2 separate regions of the Gossypium raimondii genome follow, and region 1 is linked to region 2. A link is a contact called in public Hi-C data. All regions are on one chromosome and are shown on one strand. Each heading gives the region's core, a stretch centred on a gene start, on an enhancer-like site or on the middle of the called end of the contact. The rest is flanking DNA. Distances are from core to core; before and after follow the strand shown. Region 1 holds the start of LOC105791039. Region 2 holds the start of LOC105791033.

Region 1 (7,285 bases), core at 2,489-4,988, 230 kb after region 2:
CTACATAATTAAACATAATTCTTGAAATTAAATAATTAAACATAATTCTTGAAATTAACACATAGTTGAAATGTAAGTCTTTAATATTCTCCATTTATATCAATTTCTTCTCTCCAAAAATCTCCATTTGCATTAAACCTAAAAAAAAAAAAACATGTGTAATTGGGTAGATACTTAAGAGTTAAACTTTAGTTTTATTTTTATTGGGTTGGTAATTGGGTAGACTTTAGTTTTAGTTTTATTGGGTTGGGTAATTTGGTAGACTTTAGTTTTAGTTTTATTGGGTTGGATAATTTTATTTATTAATTTTTTCGGTTAACCGAAAAAATTCGGTTAACCGACCGATTTCGAACCGAATTAATCGTTAACCGGAAAATCATAAAAAAATTCACCGACCCCCGACCGAAAAAATTCGGTTAACCGACCGATTAACCGAATTCAGTCGATTAACCGAATTTTTCGGTTTTACCCGAATTATGCACACCCTTAATTTAAGCCATACATTTCATGAATATAGCAACACTTATATTCAACATCATCTTATATATATTAAGGTGCGTGAAAATGTCAATGCAGAGCTTTTTCATAAATCAATGCAAGTTTTTCAAAAACATTCATTCCCATCTCCGCTACACACCAATAAAAACTTTTTGAATAACACATCATGTTGTGGCCAAGCCACTCAATATCCCAGTCAAGCTGCATCGTTGTGGTCAAGCCACTTAATATTGCTGTAAAACTGCCAAAGTCTTCCTCCTTTCGTAATCATCCCAACCCCATACATGTGATATGGCATATGAACAATATTTTTAGTGGCATGCTGAACATGCAATCGGATTTATAATCAATATAGTCGGCATGCTTAACATGCGAATCAAATTTATAGTCAACATAGTCGGCATGCTTAACATGCAAGTTTTATTTCAATTATCAAAATAGTGGCATGATTTATTTATATATCATGCATAATCAATCTTGCCATAAAATCACATATCATGAGAATTTGTATGTAGACATCATTTCACATCAATCATTAAATCACAACAATTATATCATACATTCACAAAATGATCAGTTCAAAGTACTTACTTGAATATCACCCCTTTTTACAGATTTAACATCCCATTTTGAATAAATAATGTATTCTCAATATTTTGCATCATGGAGATCTTTAACAAGATTTCACTTTTAATTAAATATATGTATTATTCGATAATAATTTTCATGTGTAAATTTTCTAATAAGTTAAACCCACACTTGATGATTAGCCTTTCCACTAGATCTAAACTCCAATCTTCAGTGATGGGACAAAAAGACTTATCTCCCACTTTATCCGATTAAAAAGATAGTTTATTAAAGAAATATAATTATTAGTCTTGGGCATGAATTCAATCTCTAACTCTTAAGAGTTTGAGTAGAGAACTTACTCTTGTTTCCTTTTTATGAAGAAATCCGATTGATTTTTTATGGGTGTAGAGAATCCGAATAATCAAACCAACCCTTCGAATAATCAAGTAAAAATCACCCCCTATACACGGTTATAAGTTATGGAGAAATTGATATAGAGTTTTCCTCGTAGATACTTACATTACGACGGTGATACGACAGTCGTCTGACGGTAGTGTGGCAGTCGTCTGACAGTTGTGCAACGATCGTCTGCCGGTTGTGTAGCAATGGTGAAGTGGTGGTTTGGTGGTGGATAATGATATCAAGTGGTGGTGAAAAAAATGGAAATCGATGGTGTAAAGGAAGATGTTTAGAGGCTAAAATAAAACAAAAAGTGAGAAAGGGAGGAGTAAGGAGGAGGAACAACCAAAAGAGGAGGAGAAGAAAATAGAATGAAAGAAAACAAAAGTGAATGTTGACTACCTTAGGTGGGATGAACAGTTCAAGCTTGGTAAATGAGAGAAAATGGAAGCTTTGGGGGACAATGGCATGGAAAGTGGATCATGGGGAACATGCGGAGTGAAAAGGGGGTTTATGGGGGAAAGTTGACTAGTTAAAAAAAAGAAAGAATCTTCCCTTGCATGTAACTAGGAGGGGATGGCAATGGAAACTTTGACCAATGTTTTATGAGTAAAAAAAATTTTAAAAAAATAAGGATGTGGGGAATGGAACATGGGACCTAATAGGATTTATTTATGCTCTTAACCATTAAGCCAACTCACTTGCTTAATAACATTCTAACAACATTTATTTAAAAACATGGTGTGACATTTACTAATGTTTGAAGCAAAATTGCACCAATTGGAAAATAATATGAGGGAAGGGGTTTAAACTCAGGTCTTCAAGGACAGTTCCACCACTACTAAATCACTATGGTGTACATTTCGTGTCATTACGCGGTGCCCCGCTTTTATTTGTCTAAATATAATCCAAGCGGGTTCAAGTGCTTGAAGAGCATATCTACCGAAACAAATTCAATTACCTCGATAAGATATCCCCTTCATTCTTCCTCTATGTTGTTTACGAAATCGAGTTCTTTTGGGGTTATAGTTGATGGTTGTTGGTGAATTCCATCTCTACTACAGAACTAGACATGAGAGTTTCTTCTCATCCAACTCCTCGCGAAAAAAAAAAAGACTAAAAATATATTTTATTCTTAATCTTATGACGTGTAGGCAATTAATGAATAATTGAATCTTGGGATTCTTTACTTTGCGATTTTATCTGATTTGGAAAAATGTTGGAGAGAAAGATGAAGATGAATTTGGGGAGAGAGATGGGACCAACGAAGATGTAAAAGATGGAGGAAATAAAAAAATACTTTAATATAAATTAATATAAAATATTATTTCTAAATTTTAGAAACTATAAAAAAATATTTTAATATAATTTAATATAAAATATAAAATTATTTTAATATAAAATATTCTAAATATTATAATATAATTTAATAAAAATACTTAAATATAATTTAATATAAACTTTTATTTGAAATATAATTTAATAGAAAATATAATTTAAATATTTATATTTAAATATTATTCTTTTGATAGAAAATAATATTCTTTAATATTAAATTGATATGAAAAATACATTAAAATATTTAAGGACATATTTGTTATTTGATTTTTTTTGTATTAGATATCTATTCCACTGTTATGTTTATTCAATTTCATTACATCCTATTCCATTTTCACAAAAGGATAGAATCCTATTCTATTCCAAATGAACCGGACGTGATGTTAATATCTTTTAATTTCAAGATTTTAAAAACTTATGGGTACTTTAAAATATAAAATAACATAAATTTTCAATGTTTTGGAATAGGATTGATAGTCGAATTATTCAAACCATCGATTCCCTATCAATATACTTGTCTGGTTTAAATTAAATAAATTATTAAAATTAATAAATAAAATAAAATAAGTTATAAAATCCAGCTCAACCATCAATTTGTACTGATTTATTAGCCAACTAATTTTTATTTCTCTTCAATATAATATCTCGATTAATTTTCGATTCAATAAATCTAATTGAATCAAATCTAATTTTGAAAACACTAATATTCTTTTAGAATTATAGCAGGATGGAAATAAAACAAAATATACGGATAAAACATAAAAAGTGAAAATGTGAAGTCTATTGGTACCTGCACTCAAACAACATGTTTATCAACAACTCTTTTACTATGGCATTTATCACGAATATTAATAAATAATAATATTATTATTATTATATTTTCCTTAAATTCCAAAACAACCCCTTGAAATTGATTCCTTTTCCAACGCTGACCCGACAATTCCCAATTTTTATTTATTGTACATCACGCCCCTACCCTTCTTTACTTGTTCTTCTTTTTTTTTCTTTTTTTTCCTAATTTCTCGAAAAAAAACCCCAAGCTTTAGGGTTTCTTCTTCTCCTCCAATTCCAAGCCCCGGATTTTCCAGTCTGGTAAATTCTCCCCCTTTTACTCTCTCTCTCTCTCTAAAATTTATTATCCGATTTTCTCCTTTTCGTGCTAATTTCTTTTTATTTTTTATTTTTATTTTCTTTCTTGGTTTGCATGCCATAATTTAGTCAATTTCTTTTAATTCTTTTGCATGCACTGTTACTCCTTGAAGTTGAGTGGAAAATGTAATTTAGTTTCTCGTTTAGATTGTTGGGTCTTCGTTAATGGTTCTGCTTTTTGGTGGGTTTTTTTTTTTTTTTTGCTGATCTGGTTATCATGACCGTTGCTTTGGTTTTAAAAAGATCTGTTTTTTTTTTTTCTTTAGCTCACTAGCTGTGGAAGACATTGACTTATTTGGTTTCTTTGGCAGCCTTTTCCATCTTGAAATAAACTTTGGGGGGGGTGATAAACCCGTTTAGCTGTTTTATATGTTCGCTTTGAGCGCTTTTCTAAACAAAATCACTGATCAATCATGGGATGTTACTTATAAATTTTATGTTTTTAGAAATGTAGATATATATTTTTTGTCAATTGTGTACTTTTTTTTTCCTTCCACTGATAAATTATCAAGTTGGTTCCTTTGGTTTGATGGTTTAAGACAATGTCGTGCTCTGTTGTTTGAGGCTTCAACTGGTTTGACTACTGACTGTAAGTGTGCCTTTAAGGAATACCATGATGATTAGTAAAAGAAAATCTGTGTCTTCCACTTTAGTTAAGTTGAGAAAGGTTTGACATTTTGGACTGAATCTTGTGCATCAGTTCTATGATTGGGGGACCTGAAAATTTCCTTTTGTACTTCTAATGTCTGTGTGGGTTTCTCCCATACCTGTCAATTGCCTTGCATGCAGTATTTGATGTAACGATGTTTGTAGGCCATGTATGGTTTGTAATGATTTTAAAAGCTTTTACTTTTATCATTTGAGTTTATGTAATCTATTTGTAAATTTGTTGTTCATTTAAGTTAAGAAGCAATTTGGAATGGTGCGGGGGAAGCTGATCTTGATTTGCCAGCATGGTGGTGAATTTGAGACAAAAGATGATGGATCCATGTTATATGCTGGAGGAGAGGCACATGCCTTGGACATCAGCCCTGAGACAGGATTCGATGATCTCAAGTACAAATTAGCTGAGAAATGTAACTTGGAACTAAAATCTTTGGCTATCAAGTATTTTCTCCCCGGAAACAGGAGAACACTAATTACTTTGTCTAATGAGAAAGACCTAAAAAGGATGTGTGATTTTCACAAGGACTCGGTGACTGCAGATGTTTTCCTTACAGGGAAAGCAGGCTTTGTTCCTGCAAATCATGGCATGCCTGCTAAGAGGTAATTACTCTCTACCTGCAATTATTACCATTTTCTAGATTCTCTTTGTTGTCATTACTATTTTGTCGCATTAAATTTATAGGGAAATTCATTATCATTGCATCAGCAGCAAGCAAAATAAGAATGTGCTGAAAAAATCCGTCTTCTTTGATGAGTGTGGGTTTCCCTTGGTATTTCTGCATTGTGGTTAATTATGGAAATTGTGACATCTACAGTTTCATTAAGACCATTCATCGCTTGCAGGAAAAAGAAAGCCACTGCTGCACGTCCTGCTACTTCCAAAGTTGCTCCCTCTGCTGGCGGCCTGAAGGATGTTACCATCAGTATAGCAACCCCTTCTGACTCTGTTGCAGGTGTCAATGCAGCACTCCGAAGTCCCTCTAGAGCAGCAAAGCGTACTGCTGGCCGTAACATTGTTGATGGTCTTTTTGAGGTCAGTGTTGCTGATGCAACTGACACAGATACAATTGATATGAGTGCTTCTCCTGCTGATACTGTCAAGAAACGAAGGCGCACTGCCTCCTGGAAACGTGCTGCAAATGGTCTTACCATTGTGACTGTTGATGACAATCTTGAGGAGACAGAGAAAACTCCACCCAGGAAAAAGGTAGCTAGGAAATTCAATCCCATTGTTGTAGCTAATAATGGGGACCACCAGCTTGGCCCTGTTGATGGTTCAGTGGAGAAACAAGTTGAATCATGGAAAAATGGTATTACTGAAGGCCAGGATTTCAGAAGTGTGGCGGAATTCCGTGATGCTCTACAGAAATATGCCATTGCACATCGCTTTGGTTATAAATTAAGAAAGAATGACACCAATCGTGCTAATGCTGTATGTGCAGTAGAAGGATGTCCTTGGAGGATTCATGCATCTTGGGTCCCATCTGCCAGTGTGTTTAGGGTTAAAATGTTACATGAACCACATACTTGCGGTGGCGAATCATGGAAGATTGCTACTCCAGCTAAAAATTGGCTGGTGAATGTTATAAAGGATAGGTTGAGAGATAGCCCACACCACAAACCAAAAGAAATTGCAACTGGCCTTCTTCGTGATTTTGGGCTTGAGCTGAACTATGCGCAAGTATGGCGTGGAATTGAAGATGCTCGGCAGCAACTTCAGGGTTCATACAAAGATGCATATAACCAGTTGCCTTGGTACTGTGAGAAGATAGAGAAGACAAACCCTGGTAGTTTTACGAAGCTTGTCATCGGAGATGATAAAAGATTTCAGCGTCTTTTTCTGTCCTTTAATGCTTTGATACGTGGTTTCCAAAGTGGTTGTCGTCCACTTCTTTTCCTCGAAGCCATCCCTTTGAAATCAAAATACCATGAAATTCTGCTTACAGCGACTGCACTGGATGGTGATGATGGTATTTTCCCTGTTGCATTTGCTGTTGTAGATGATGAAAATGAGGACAGTTGGCATTGGTTTTTGGAGCAGTTGAGATCTGCTGTGTCGACTTCCCGTTCTCTAACCTTTGTCTCTGATAGAGATAAGGGATTAATGAAACATGTACTTGAAATATTTGAAAATGCTCACCACGGTTACTCAATATACTACTTGATGGACAGTTTCATACAGAACTTGAAGGGACCATTCTTTGGAGAAGGAAGGGCTTCATTGCCTGGATGTTTCTTAGCTGCAGCGAAAGCAGTCCGACCTGGTGGTTTTAGGATGTACACTGAGCAAATTAAACGGGTTTCTTCAAGTGCTTATGATTGGATCATGCAAAATGAGCCTGAATATTGGGCAAATGCCTTTTTCAAGGGTGAGCATTTTAATCACATAACACTCAACATTGCAGAGGCATATGCTAACTGGATAGAGGAAGCACGAGACCTACCCATCATACCTAAGGTTGAAGTAATAAGATGTAAAATCATGGAATTAATGGAACTTCGTCGAACGGAATCGAGTAACTGGACTATGAAGCTTACACCGTCAAAGCAGGAAAAGTTACAAGAAGAATGTGTTAAAGCACGTGGTCTGAAAGTATTATTCTCATCCGACACCCTGTTTGAAGTTCATGATAGCTCCATCAATGTTGTGGATATTGTCAAACAA
Region 2 (7,096 bases), core at 4,422-6,921:
TGATATACTTCCCTTAATATGCTGCCCCATATTAATAACTGTCATCTTCAAATTTTGAAATTAGGAAAAAGATACATAATTTAGGGTGTATTTGTTTTGCAGAAAATGATGTTTTCCAGTGTTTGTTTCATTGAAAATATCTTGGTCAACGGAACATAACTTATTGATCAACGGAAAATAAGCCTCTTTTTCTTAAAATTGTCTTCCCCTTTTGAGAAAGGTAAGGAAAGTTTCAGAAAAGAGCTCCCTTAGGAGTAACTTGATTTTTATATAAGAATTAACATAAATCAAGCCAAACATTATTATATTAATAATAAAATTTTAATTTTTAAAATATTAAAATATTGATCTCAAATACCATAATTTTTAGTATTATTAAACATATTCGATAATATATAACAATTTATTAATATAATTATTTAATATTACAATATTATTTTAATAATAAATATATAGATTATAATTTATAAATATTTAGTTATAAATGTTTATAACATAAAATATGAATATTTTAATAGTATAGATACAACTATTTCTTGAAATCTTGTTTAACTTCATTTATCCTTCGAGCTTCAATGTGCCAATATCCACTCTCATGCATATAACTTCAATTTTAGGTTATAATTAGTCACTGTTTATTAAGTCTATATAAGATAATATAGTTACTAAAAATTAATTTTGATTGTCAAAGAGCAACGCTTCAATAACATTTTGTAAAATATATAATTCATGCGATGGTTGTTTAACTGAAAACTGGTTTCAAAACATGATATCAGAAATACTAGCCAAACAGCAAAATGTAATTTACTTGGAATAATTCAAACACCAAAAAATATCAGCATTTCCATAAATCATTTTCCAGAAGCCATTTTCAGTGAAACAAGCCTTAATGGATATTGAACGTTGTATGCAATCAACAATCAAAGCATTGACTATTTAGCAAATAAAAGATTACTAGGAAGGAGACCCACTAAAGAAATATTTTGAAGGCATGCAAATTTTCTAAAAACAAAAGCACAACCACAGACAGATAGATGTACATATTCAGAGAAGTGATATAAGAGTAACACAGCTTAAGACCTTACGAAAACGTAAGCGGCATAACAAAGCTTTGCAGAATCCTTCTTCCAAATTGGGGTTGGACTGTAATGGCTCCAAATCTGTGCATCAATACAGCCACTTAGGTAATTAAAATATTCTATCTTAATGATCTTTAAGAAATAATCTATAACAGAAGTTGACAAAGAATAAAGATGAGAAACAAGAATTTAAACAGTTAGAAGGACATCCCTTTTAACAGTAGCCCATTGACGCTGGAATAACTAGGTAACACATAAATATTTCTACTTTGTATCCAAAGGAAAAGGGAAGTACAGCCATCCTAACCTGCGCAACTCATGTTTGCTATTTTTCCTGTGAATCTTTTCATCATATATCATTCCCCTGATTATAATATGAGAAATTCCAAAAAAAATATATATAGAATGCAGGATCTATATTATAAACAGGTAAATCAGAACTAAATTTATCTTACTAAAGACCAAAAACAAATATTTCAGTCAAAAGCTTTAGATTATCAACTTGTGTCACAAATTAAAAATAGATTTATTGCAAGAATTCAGAAATAGCTGACTTCTCTAAGCAGACATATATCAATTGCAAGAAAGTTTAAAGAATACAAGAGAGCATAACAATCGATGCTAGATAAGACCCAGGTGCAGGCTATTTACAATGTGATTTTCCAGATATGAGGATTCTCTCGGTAAAGAAACAAAGAAAAGCTAAGATAACTACCTTCTGGTAGTCTTCTTTTCGATGATGTAGCTTTACATGCACGTAACTGGCGAGATATTGTCTCTTCAACAGCATTCAATATTGACAAGCACTTATCATCTCCATCCCCATTTAAAGGAAGACCATATGTCATGGTGAAAAGATCCTCCTCCTGTCAAATGTAAGTGTTTACAACTGACCATGTAGGTTTAATCACAATTTCAAGAACTAGTACCAATGAAGAATAATCGTGAATGCAATGCAAACTCTTATGCAATCAAAGCAGATGATATTTTTAAAGGAAGAACGATTTTACTATAAGTACCCTGAACAAATTCTCATTTACTTAGCCCCATCCTTTTCCTTTATGCCCTACCTCCCACCCCCAAAAAAAAGGTCTTTGGGAGTTTTGGGAGGGAAGGAATACAAGGACCAATTATTTTGATAAATAAAATTTGTCTAGATCTGACACCTTAACTAGAAGCAAATTACAAAATACTTTTTATCTTAATCTTAAAACAGTTCATGGATATGTCAATGATTTTACTTGTGAATAATGCAAAAGAACTAAAACCATTTTGTCATTTTCAAATGAAAAGAGGCAAAAAGAGCTGTTGGAATACTTTACTTCATGTGTGCGGGCATCTGAAACAACTGACACTACTGCCTTGCAGGTTGCGCGTATAATTCTGCAATAAGAATGCAATAAGGCATGTGGAGCAGTCCTATCAAGCCTCAGAAGATAGATGCAAGAAAACACAGTTTGTGCCAAGGAATGACCCTTATGCCATGCTGCCTGCCATGAAAGACTACAATTTAGATAAAAGAAGAGAAACAAAACAAGTAGAGGGCCCAGGCACAAAGAAAGACAGAACAAGTATAAATACAAAATCATTAAAAACATGATGAAAAAATCTCACTCCATGTAAATGAATGCTTATTTAGAAGCATCTGGGACACTGTGGAATAGGTGAAACAAATTCAAGACTAACCAAAACAGTCATACATGTGCACTATATGTGTATATATATAGAGAGAGAGAGAGAGGGAGAGTATACACAAGATAGTACCTCACAAGCTAGAAGATGGTCCATGATATCAATGGTGCAGCGGACATCAATGGTGCTGTCAAGGCTAATAGGAATAGGAGCAGCACCATTTTCAATGGCCTCATCAATAGAATAATATGTACAAACAATACCCGAATCCATCTTTGGATCCATTATCTAACAAAAAAAAAATTGTCAGTGAAGGCCAAAAAGCTATTTAGTTCAAACGTAGAAAACATATATAGGGAAAACTTAAAGTAGCAAGAAAAATAAAGTCTTTTTTTTTTTTTGAAAGAAAGAACTTTTACAAGTACTGTATAATTACAAGTGTACATGTCCGAGGAACTACAAAGTAGAATCAAACCATTACAACACACAAACTGACAAAGAACAAGAAATAATCCAAACTAAAACCCACACATGCGCAATTGCACATGGAAGGACTCAAACCTGGGTACTCAGGACCCAAGGCCTCAACCTTTGCCACTATTGCCAAGGCTTTACTGGCAATAAAATAAAATAAAGTCAATTTAATACATATTAAATGGAGGTATTTTTTTGTTTATGTCAGATTTATGTTAGTAAAGACATCACTTGATGTTTGAGAATGGGATCAAGCATTCAAGTGTCTAAGTGACCATTGCAACAAACCCTCATTTGGAAATATGTTAAATAGCTCAAACACTGACAATGAACAAATCAAGTTGTAAAAGCATAAATGGCAGAGAAAAGTAAACCTAAAAAGAAAAACAAAAGATCAATTATCATCTTAACTAAGATAATGATAACTTCCAAGAAAATTACAAAAGATCAATTATCATTCAATAACCAAGAAGTATCAAGTATCAACACCTCTAAAGCAGACATGGCAGCAAAAAGGTTGAAATTGTCCCCATGAATGAGCTCTCCATCTCTAAGACCTGTGATCACCAAGCATTGCTGAATAGCTAAGTGATAAAGCGAAACCCAGAAATAAAAGAAACTAAACAAATAAGGTCTTAATCATCACATGAAAGCACCCACATTTTCTCTCTATATTTGGCATAGCTTCACAACAGCAATGATAAGATTTATAGTTACTTAAAGAAAAACTATGATTCGATAATAATTTTCTTGCTTTGGGTGATCATAAATAAAAGGGAGAAAGCCATAGCTTTCATAAAGTTAATACCTTCTCTTTCCCCTATTTATTTTCTCTACTACAAAAAACAATAACTTTCCACACTTCAGTTACCAAAGAAACTGAAAAATTTTACTCAACAAGCAATAGGGTTTAGGGATTCGCTGTTAGATCTCCTAATCAAATATAAAAAGGAAATGGTTTTCCTTTTTTGACTTTTATTTTCCCGAGAACCAAACAGAGGTTTAAGGGGGGAGAAAAGAGGGAGAGATAGAACCTGCACAGGCGGCTTGAAGGAGAGGCGAAGCGTCGGCCCAGACAGTGGTGTCGCTGGCGGGAATCGAGGCAAGCTTGGGTGGTTGGCCGTCGATGGAGGCTTCTTCATAAACTGGCTTATCAGCCATTAGGTTATTGAGTTGAAAAGTTTTGAACAGCTGAGGATCTCAAGCAGTGAGTGAGTGAGCGAGGTTGAGGTTGACGATGCTGTTTTCTTTTCAGTCTTGGCTTTACAGTGCCAGTTGCCACAACAAACCTCGTAAAACCAACAGAGCTGAGAGAGGGTTTAGGGCATCTTCTGGGTCGGGCCGGGTCCCCCCTCGCTCCATATCAACCTTTTCTCAACCCAACAATTCTTTTCTCTCTTCCTTTATGAAATAGAAATACTTTTTTTTATTTTTTATAATAAAAAATAGAGGGATAATAGCAAAATTTACCTCTGTACATTAACGAAATTGTCAATGTAGTACCTACATTTTTAATTTATTATCTTGATACCTGTACTTTTCTTCAGTCTATCATTGTGTACTCGGATCTAACATTGGTAGTTTCTGACATAATATGACACGTGAACCATCAATAAAGAGAAACGTGGCAGTGGGCCACAAACAAAAGCAAAACAGTCACGAAAGGCAGAAAGCGGGACTTGATAGAAATTTTACCTTTCATTTTTTTAGGTAAAAATTATTAATAAATAAAAAAATAAGAACCCCATCTTCACTCTCCTGCTCTAGATTCTTTTACTTAATAGAAAAATTATTTTCAAACTAAAAATACACTTCATCTGCACAAACCCAGAAAGCAAAATAATTGATAAAAGTCCAAACTCAAATTTAATTTGTATAGAATATGTACAAAATTTGTTTTCATACAATAACTCCTTCAAACCTGAACACTGATATCCTAAAATTCATTTGTGATTTTGTGAAACCTTATACATGATTTGAAACCCAAGTCCCAATTCTAGATCAAATTTCCTAAACCTTCAAACTTGAAAAAAAAAACTAAAAATCTTAGAACCCTATATTTCAAAATCAAAGCAAAATCCCTACAGAGCAAAGAATTGGGGCAGCAGTTGTTCTTTTAAGTGCTCAGCAGCGATTATGGAAGATTTGAGGCGATGAAGACTGCATTGCACAAGGAATATGATTGCTCTCTAGATTCCGAGCAAGGATCGGTTTGAGATGGGCCTAGTACGACGCTCGCTTACCCTTGGTGGCTTTCGTAGATGGGTCTTCCATGGAAGACGAAGGGGATTTAGATGGCAACAAATGGACAGTGGAAGCCATTTTTGAGTCATAAAGGTGTTTGGGTTTGATTGAAGGTATTTTTGAGTTATAAAAATGCTGAGTTATGAAGATTGAAGACATAGCTTGAGGAAGTTCAAAACAAAAAACTTAGCTTAAGATAGGATAGGGAGACAAAGAGACTTTACTTTTTTAGCTTTAAAAGGTTTCTGAATTTATTTATTGTCTTACAATTTTTTTTTGTTGGTATCATTACTCTTTCGTGTATCTTAGAAGTTTTTAATAATTTATTTATTTTATTTATTCTTTTAATGGGCCAATTTACATATATATATATATATACCATTCTCTAAAAAATTATTGATTTATATTATTTTTGGAGAGAGAAAAAAAATGTGTTTTCACTGATTTACTAAGAACAACACGCTATATAGGACGCGTTTTCTTCTCTTTCTTAAAAATGTGACATATGTGGCATGTTTTATCTGGCAGATCAGTAAAAACGCACCTTGTAGGACACGTTTTATGTGCAACAATAACATCTGCCAACGGGCAAAAAATCCAAACCGCTATTTTTTTCCTATATAAACCCTTCAATTCTCTTTTTTTTTCAATTCAACTCTCAATTTTCACAATTTGATTCTCAATTTGTTGTTCTGAATTTGTTATTCTCAATTGTCAATTCTCAATTTATTATCCTAAATTCCCAATTCCTGAATTTTTTTTTAAAATTATTGTATAAATCTTTTGATTTTATTTTATTCGATGGCATATTAGTTTATTCATTTAGATGACAATCACATCTCAGGCGTTCAATTACAAATGGTAAGAAAATATTATTTAATAATTTAATTCTAATCCATTAATTATATGATGTTAAGAAATTTTTATTAAATTATTTAATTTTAAATACTTAATTATTGTTCAAATTATTGATTTTTATGTTTATATACTTAGGTCGAAGATTAAATTTTGGAGATGTACATAAATAACTTAAGTGAATATGCATCAGAGGTCATTCATGAACTCTTGCGAGATGCAAACTTTTTAGACGCGGTTTGCATGCTTGGGGGGACCAAATTGGATCTCCCACTCATCAGTGTTTTGGTTAAGAGATGGAGGTTGGAGACGTACACATTCTGTCTTCCTTATGACAAATGTACAATTAAACTCGAGGACGTCAGTTTACAACTCGGTCTACTACTATTAATCGACTTAAGAGAAGTAGGATGACTTAGCTAGGGATCGACAGTGCTGGCAACATTATACCGAGAAATGTGTTGAGTGACGATACCAAAAAAAGCTAAAATAGGCAGTTGCATGTTCTTGCTTCAATCGTAGGCATGGTATTGACTAACATTTCTATGCCCCCAAGTGTAAGTCCTTTACGAATTCCCACTCTTATCATGGTAAAATTCATTTGATAGTATTGTTATCATACCAAAATTTTCATTGTTTTAATTTTGAAATAACATATTTTTTGAACAGGTGGAACAAACCCACGAGACACAGCGGTATACCGACCAACCTCAAAGACATCCGACTAGCTTTAAACAAACAGAAAAGGAGGTTAGTTTATTAATTTCAAAGTTATTGGTTTTTTACTCCAACATTTGAAATTAAATATTCGA

Evidence for each region. A called contact is a pair of places that touch in the nucleus more often than the background predicts.
Region 1: a contact with region 2 is called in a Hi-C map of leaf, with 3 times the contacts expected there. The contact joins the promoter of LOC105791039 here to the promoter of LOC105791033 in region 2. A contact is called at or near these places in 2 of 2 Hi-C or Micro-C datasets (both in leaf).

What each region holds. Positions count from the first base shown.
Region 1 is chr8:22,377,976-22,385,260 of ASM2569854v1, forward strand. It overlaps LOC105791039, which reads left to right and starts at 3,739. Exons shown (of 3, transcript XM_012618910.2): 1 at 3,739-3,897; 2 at 4,857-5,220; 3 at 5,464-7,285. The coding sequence starts at 4,874.
Region 2 is chr8:22,143,773-22,150,868 of ASM2569854v1, forward strand. It overlaps LOC105791033, which reads right to left and starts at 5,672. Exons shown (of 16, transcript XM_012618900.2): 1 at 4,220-5,672; 2 at 3,675-3,742; 3 at 2,844-2,999; 4 at 2,402-2,569; 5 at 1,795-1,945; 6 at 1,081-1,160. The coding sequence starts at 4,346.